Regions from separate parts of the Danio rerio genome. Here region 2 is linked to region 1. The links are chromatin contacts, called in public HiCAR-type maps. All regions are on one chromosome and are shown on one strand. The core of a region is the stretch at or near the end of the contact, and the rest is flanking DNA. Distances in the headings are between cores, read along the strand shown. Region 1 holds the start of dync2h1 (dynein cytoplasmic 2 heavy chain 1). Region 2 holds the start of fzd4 (frizzled class receptor 4).

Region 1 (3,828 bases), core at 394-2,893:
ATATATATATATATATATATATATATATATATATATATATATATATATATAGAAATATATATGTACACAGATGAAGTCAGAATTATTAGCCCCCCTAAATTATTTGACACCCTATTTATTTTTTCCCTAATTTATGTTTAACAGAGAGAAGATTTCTTCAACACATTTCAAACATAATAGTTTTAATAACTGACAGATAAAACGTCATTTGGTTTAATGCAGTTTACTACTTGCACTCCTGTTACACAAACAACAAAAATTTATATTATATTTATATTATATGTGTATATTTCCACAATGAAGAAAAAAAAATGTTAATACATATGTGAAACTTTAGCGTGAACTAACTTTCTGTTTTCACCAAACAAAAGGAAGAATGTTTAGGCATTTACTTATTTATTTAATAACAATTATATATATATATATTTTTTTTATTTATTTATTTATTTATTTTTTTATTTTATTTTTTTTTTTGGGCTGCACAATATATTGCTACAGCAACAATATCACAATGTGGACATGCACAATAGTCACATAGCCGTATATGCAATGTTCAGTTATGATTAAATTTGACCAGGAGAAACAGTTCAGAAAAACATGAGAATTGTAAAGTTGTTAGAGAGTTTAACCATAATCGAGTGAATGGTTATCATTTGCACTTGTTTTTAAGGTCTGACAGAGTTCAAAGTAATCAGAAACATATATTATTTATTAATAAAGAATACTTTTATGGAATGAATTATACAGTAAAGACTTTTGCAGTGCTAATTTAAATCAATTACAATTAGTCATCTTTTGATTTTGAAATTATATTCATATCGCAACATAAATCACAGAAAAACTAAATATTGCAATGACAGTTATTGCCAATATTGTGCAGCCCTATTTCATATTATCAAGTTATATGATGTATACTTGTTATTGAGTTATAGAACTTCTATATTAAGCTGCTTTGACACAATCTACATTGTAAAAGCGCTATAGAAATAAAGATGAATTGAATTATATCCAAGTGATATCATTTCTCAAATGATAAACATTTATCTTACTAAAGTTTAGAACAAAATGTCACATTGCAAAGCTTTTAGGATCTTAAAAGTTAGTATTACTATTTCATGCAAACTATATCAATTCTAATATCGGCTATATGCGTTTAAAATGGTTTGTCAGTCTAGTTTACGTGCATTTTTGTAACAAACTGACTGATAATAAAACGTCATTAGGTTTAGTGCAGTGTAATTCCTGTTCACACAACAAACGACAAGAAAATGCGCTATGACTACTCATATAACACTAGAATGTATAAATATGTCTGCTGGAAAATATCATGAGATATTATAAATGAAGAAATAACAGTCTCTTACGGTGTGCAGAAGTCGGATGTTGAGAGTTTGTGCAGTTCTGCTGGAGGATTAGCACGCTAGGCTAACAGTCACGCTAACAGCCATCCTTCTCAAGAGAATTTACTCCTGCAAAATAAAACTAATAATCCGTTACCCTGAACGAAAGGGTTTATGGAAAGCAGGCTTGGTGCTCGGTTTCAAAATAATCATCAACATCTAATTCAAGGCATTTGGATGGTGGATGTGCTGAAGAAATGAATGTTGTGGCGCATTAGCGGTGAAGCTGGCGCGGTTGCCAAAGCAACTACGGCTACGTCGTGACGTAAAATGTGTCGTGAATAACGAGCGCGTACGTACAGAAACGAGCGTACAAAATCTTTAAAAAGCTTTCTGTGTTTTTGCTTGTATGCATGACTAGCATACAGAGGCTGGACAATGAAAATGAAACGCCAGGTTTTAGACCACAATAATTTATTAGTATGGTGTACTATTAGTAGTCGGTGCTGGAGGGCCAACTTGCTTCAACACACCTGCCTGGAAGTTTCTAGTATACCTAGTAAGAGCTTGATTGGCTAGTTCAGGTGTGTTTGATTATGGTTGGAGTTAAACTCTCCAGGACACCGGCCCTCCAGGACCGAGTGTGGACACCCCTGGTGTAGGGCCTCCTTTTGTGGCCAATACAGCATCAGTTCATCTTGGAATGATCGATAAGTCCTGCACAGTGGCCAGAGGGATTTTGAGCCATTCTTGTTGCAGAATAGTGGCCAGGTCACTGCGTGATGCCGGTGGAGGAAACCCTTTCCTGACTCCTCCAAAACACCTCAAAGTGCTCAATAACATTCAGGTCTGGTGATTGTGCAGGCCATGGAAGATGTTTAACTTCACTTTCATATTCATCAAACCACTCTGTCAACAGTCTTGCTTTGTGTTGGTGCATTAACATCCTGATACACACCACTGCCCTAAGGATACAATGTTCTGACCCATTGGGTGCTCAACAGTGACGCGCAGATCCGCACATGATCTGTCCGTCTGTGTCTGTTTTTCTCTCTCTCTCTCTCTCTCTCTCTCTCTCTCTCTCTATCTATCTATCTATCTATCTATCTATCTATCTATCTATCTATCTATCTGTTCGTCTGTGTCTATTTATCTGTCTGTCTGTCTACCTACCTGCCTACCTACCTACCTTTCTATCTATCCTGCTCGTCCGTCCATTTATCTATCTGTCCGTCTGCCCGTATGTCCATCCGTCCGTCCGTCCGTCCGTCTGTCTGTCTATCCATCCATTCCATTCCATCCATCCATCCATCCATCCATCCATCCATCCATCCATCTATCTATCTATCTATCTATCTATCTATCTATCTATCTATCTATCTATCTATCTATCTATCTATCTATCCCGTCCGTCCGTCCGTCCGTCCGTCCGGCCATCCATCCATCCATCCATCCATCCATCCATCCATCCATCCATCCATCCATCTATCCCATCCGTCCGTCCATCCATCCATCCATCCATCCATCCATCCATCCATCCATCCATCCATCCATTCGTCTGTCTGTCTGTCTGTCTGTCTGTCCGTCCGTTCGTCTGTCCGTCGATCTTTCTGTCTCTCTCTCTCTATCTCTCTCTCTCTCTCTCTCTCTCTCTCTCTCTCTCTTTATCTATCTATCTATCTATCTATCTATCTATCTATCTATCTATCTATCTATCTATCTATCTATCTATCTATCTATCTATCTATCTATCCCGTCCGTCCGGCCATCCATCCATTCATCCATCCATCCATCCATCCATCCATCCATCTGTCCCATCTGTCCGTCCATCTATCTATCTATCTATCTATCTATCTATCTGTCTGTCTGTCTGTCTGTCTGTCGATTTATCTATTTGTCTGTCTGTCTGTCCGTCCGTTCGTCTGTCCATCGATCTGTCTGTCTCTCTCTCTCTCTCTTTCTCTCTCTCTATCTGTCTGTCTGTCTGTCTGTCTTCTGTCTGTCTGTCTGTCTGTCTGTCTGTCTATCTATCTATCTATCTATCTATCTATCTATCTATCTGTCTGTCTGTCTATTTATCCGTCTGTCCGTCTGTGTCTATTTATCTGTCTGTCTGTCTGTCTATCTATTTGTCTGTCTGTACGTCTGTCCATCCGTCGATCTGTCTGTCTGTCTGTCTGTCTGTCTGTCTGTCTGTCTGTCTGTCTGTCTGTCTCTCTCTCTCTCTCTCTCTCTCTCTATCTATCTATCTATCTATCTATCTATCTATCTATCTATCTATCTATCTATCTATCTATCTATCTATCTATCTATCTATCTCCTGGCTCAAACAATAGTCTCGGACTCACCTCCAGAACCCCTCAAACACCCCACAAGGACCCCAACACTGCATATTTGAATGATTTTACAGTACTGTAATACTTCACAGTCACGACTCGGTCCCTGCGAGAGACATGGGGAGAAATAAAAACAGCGCTCATGTGTGTGA
Region 2 (3,828 bases), core at 447-2,946, 140 kb after region 1:
TTGAAAAAAGTCAAGGTATTAAAACCTGGTAATTTTTATGGAAACAGTATCACCAGCTGAAAAGGAACCTCCACATCAAAAGCTGTTTAGCCCACTATTCGGCAAACAAGTAAAAACAAATCGCTAATAAACCAACATACAAACATGTTATGGACTTGAACAGTGCAGTGGCTTATTTGAAAAACACCTTGTCAAATAGTTATTTAAACTCATGAAGATAGCAGATGTCTATTGTTTATTTTAATTATTCAGCCATGTTTACTGTTGAAACATGTTTACTGCTTTAAAATATCTGAAATGTTTTTTTTTTAAATAAAATATATTGTGTTCAATGGGAAACAACTTGTTGTTTTTTACACAGACATTTAAATATAGACCATCACAATACCGTCATACTGTGAAAAACTGATATTTTTGTGCAAGGTTTTTATATCAGAATCTTATACCGGCCCATGCCTAATATATTTTTTCTGCTAAAAAATTTCTGCTATACCATTCCTAAGGTATGTGTACGATTTTTTATTTACGTTCTTTAAGTTTTTTTTTTGCTAAATATATCCAAAGATGCCGTTTTTAATAGTAAAAAAATGTTTTTAAAACTAACGAAGACAGGAGAAGGCAATGATTTATTTGAATTTTGAAAAAAAAAAAAATAAATAATATATATATATATATATATATATATACATATATATATATATATATATATATATATATATATATATATATATATATATATTTTTTTTTTTTTTTTTTTTTTTTTTTCCACTGCTCCAAAATATTATAAATGTTTCTCAAAATAAAATATATTGTGTTCAAAGAAAAAAGTTTTTGTTTTTACCCAGACATTTAAAAAGAATATATTTTAGATCAGTAACCACAATACTGCGAAACAGTAATATTTTTATCTAAGGTTATAGATAAAATTATTAGGCCCATGCCTAATAATAATAATAATATAATAATATATATATATATATATATATATATATATATATATATATATATATATATATATATATATATATATATATATATATATATATATATATATTCATTCTCTTTTCAGCTTCATCCCCACACAGCGGAATGAACTGCCAACTTATCCAGCACATGTTTTTTATGCAGCAACCCATTTGAACCTTAGAACATTTGAAATATATATATATATATATATATATATATATATATATATATATATATATATATATATATATATATATATATATATATATATATATAAAATGACATGCATATATTATTTTAATCAGTGTCATTATGGGTTTGTTTACTACTACTACTACTACTACATTTAGAGATTAATTTTAGTATTAATAAGTACAAACCATGTAACATGGCAGACAGACAATAGAGACTATAGTTCTATTGACTGTAATCAGTTATTACTGGGTTAATAAGCAATAATTTGTAAACATTCAAGAAACAATGAAGAATGTAAATCAAAAATTAAACCAATATGGAGTTGTTTTTAACTATCTATATACATTTTACCAACAAGGTGTGCAGGCTAGTCAACCTAAACTTACAACTCTCTCACTTTATCTGTTTTATTGTGCGGTGTTATTGTGGCCACGCTAAGCCCCGCCCCTGTCTTTGATGCGCGGCTGTGATTGGCTGACGCTGGTCCTGGGGCAGCTGTCCCGTCTCCGTCTAGACCTCAACCGGGCAGAACCCGCGCGACTGCGCCACGGACACACGGACGAGCTTCAAAACGACTGATACCCGTAGTAGACAGCGCTGTACGGTTTACTCCGGAACGGGACTAACGGGACACGGTGCCGTTTCGCACTTTAAACGGATTGGCTCGCTCTGGCACGGGATTGTGAGAAAGTTTTTTTGTCTATAGGCGCGTTTGAACTCCGGTAGGCTGGAATTTTAACGCTCCCGTGATTTGCTCGGACTTTTTATCAATCGGATTGTGTCGCTATGGCTCGGTTTGAGTTCGGGTTTGCGCTACTGGTGCTCGTGTTCGGGCTCGCGCACCCGTTCGGGGACGAGGAGGAGATGACCTGCGACCCGATCCGCATCTCCATGTGTCAGGATTTAGGCTACAATGTGACCAAGATGCCGAATCTGGTGGGAAACGTGCTACAATCCGACGCCGAGCTGCAACTGACCACATTTACACCCCTCATACAGTACGGCTGCTCGAGCCAGCTGAAGGTGAGAGATTACAACACACACACACACACACACTGTAACCAGACCCTACACACACACATCACACAGAAGTACTGCACTCAGCTTTCAAATCTTGGCTTCATAATGAAGCAACACTTCTAAAAGTATTATAAATCATCATAATTATGTAAAAAAGTAACAAATAAGATAAAATACTAGTAGTATTATTATTATTCGTAATCATTTTTGTTGTTATTATCAGTATTAATTGTATAATGGTCATAGAAAGAGTGTAGAAAAATGATTTATAATAGTAATAATTGTTTATACTATATTTACCCTTAAATAAAATGACAAAGTTGCAAAAATGTGTTTAATTTTATTTTATGTCTTATTGTTATGATGAACATTGTAGATTTATTTTTATGAAGTATTTGTGATGTGCAAATCTTATTAAAGTTATAGTAATATTAAAAAAAAAATATTTAAATCACTGTGCCAATAAAGTACTTACTTATAGTACAGTAGTTTGGATAAATAGGAACCTAATCTGTGCGCACAGCAGGAGTATAGAATCCACACTCACGCACACACACTATACTCTGCCTTACAGTGTTTGTCTCATTATACTTGTGATGATCAAATTTCAGTAATTGTCCTTAATAAATGCTAAAGAAAACCTCTAAAAACATACATCTATCTTCCTACATTGGTAAAAATTCTTCATAAGCATGCAAGACATAATATTTTAACCAAAGTGTTCATAAACATGCTTAATATATTTGAACTTAATTCTAAATATATCAAAAACTTACTGCGAACACACGTTAGGTATAATTCTAAGTTGATTATTCTGAAGACAGTATGATGTCCTCATCATAAGTGCGTGTGTATGTGTGTGTATGTATGTGTGTGTGTGTGAGCACTGAAGACAGAGGCAGTTGTTGTTTTATTGATTCAGCAGAGACAAAACCTCCCACTAGGATTCCCATGTTTGTTTGCTGGAGAATCTCGTGATTAAAGCAGCTTTAGATACCACAAACATCTTAAAGGGAGAGCACTTCTGTTCTTAGATCTTTAAAATGTCATGCTGGTGTATAAATGTGTTTTTAGTGCACGACGGAATAGGAAACTACTCGTGCAAGGAAATCCTTAAAGGGATAGTTCACCCAAAAAAAGTTAAATATTTTACTATTTGGTCTCCCTCAAGTTGTTCCAAATCTCTATGAGTTTCTTTCTTCTGTTGAACACAAAAGAAGATATTTTGAAGAATGTTGAAAACCTGTAATCATTGACTTCTATAGTAGAAAAAACAAATACTATGGAAGTCAATGGTTACTGGTTTCCTACATTCTTAAAAATTTCTTTTTTTATTGTTCAACAAATGAAATAAACTCAAACAGATTTGGAGCAAGTGAAAGGAGAACTTGCAGTTGAATTTCTCTACTTGCGCAGGGAAATCCTTAAAGGGATAGTTCACCCCAAATTAAAAATAACTCGCTATTTAGTCTCGTTTGAGTTGTTGCAAACATTTATGAGTTTCTTTCTTTTGTTAAACACAAAAGATGATATTTTGAAGAATGCTGGAAAGCCTGTAACCATTGACTTTCATTGTAGGACAAAGCAAATATTATGGAAGTCAATGGTTACCGGTTTCCAACGTTCTTCAAATTATCTTCTTGATTG

The links. HiCAR-type assays count read pairs that join an accessible place to other places.
Region 2: a HiCAR-type map of caudal fin shows a contact between it and region 1, with 6 times the contacts expected there. The contact joins the promoter of fzd4 here to the promoter of dync2h1 in region 1. A contact is called at or near these places in 1 of 18 Hi-C or Micro-C datasets (caudal fin) and 3 of 4 datasets of contacts at active chromatin or transcription factors (caudal fin, embryo and gastrula embryo).

The regions. Positions count from the first base shown.
Region 1 is chr15:47,926,960-47,930,787 of GRCz12tu, forward strand. It overlaps dync2h1 (dynein cytoplasmic 2 heavy chain 1), which reads right to left and starts at 1,644. Exons shown (of 90, transcript NM_001423300.1): 1 at 1,365-1,644.
Region 2 is chr15:48,064,558-48,068,385 of GRCz12tu, forward strand. fzd4 (frizzled class receptor 4) reads left to right here and starts at 1,697. Exons shown (of 2, transcript NM_001305469.1): 1 at 1,697-2,184. The coding sequence starts at 1,948.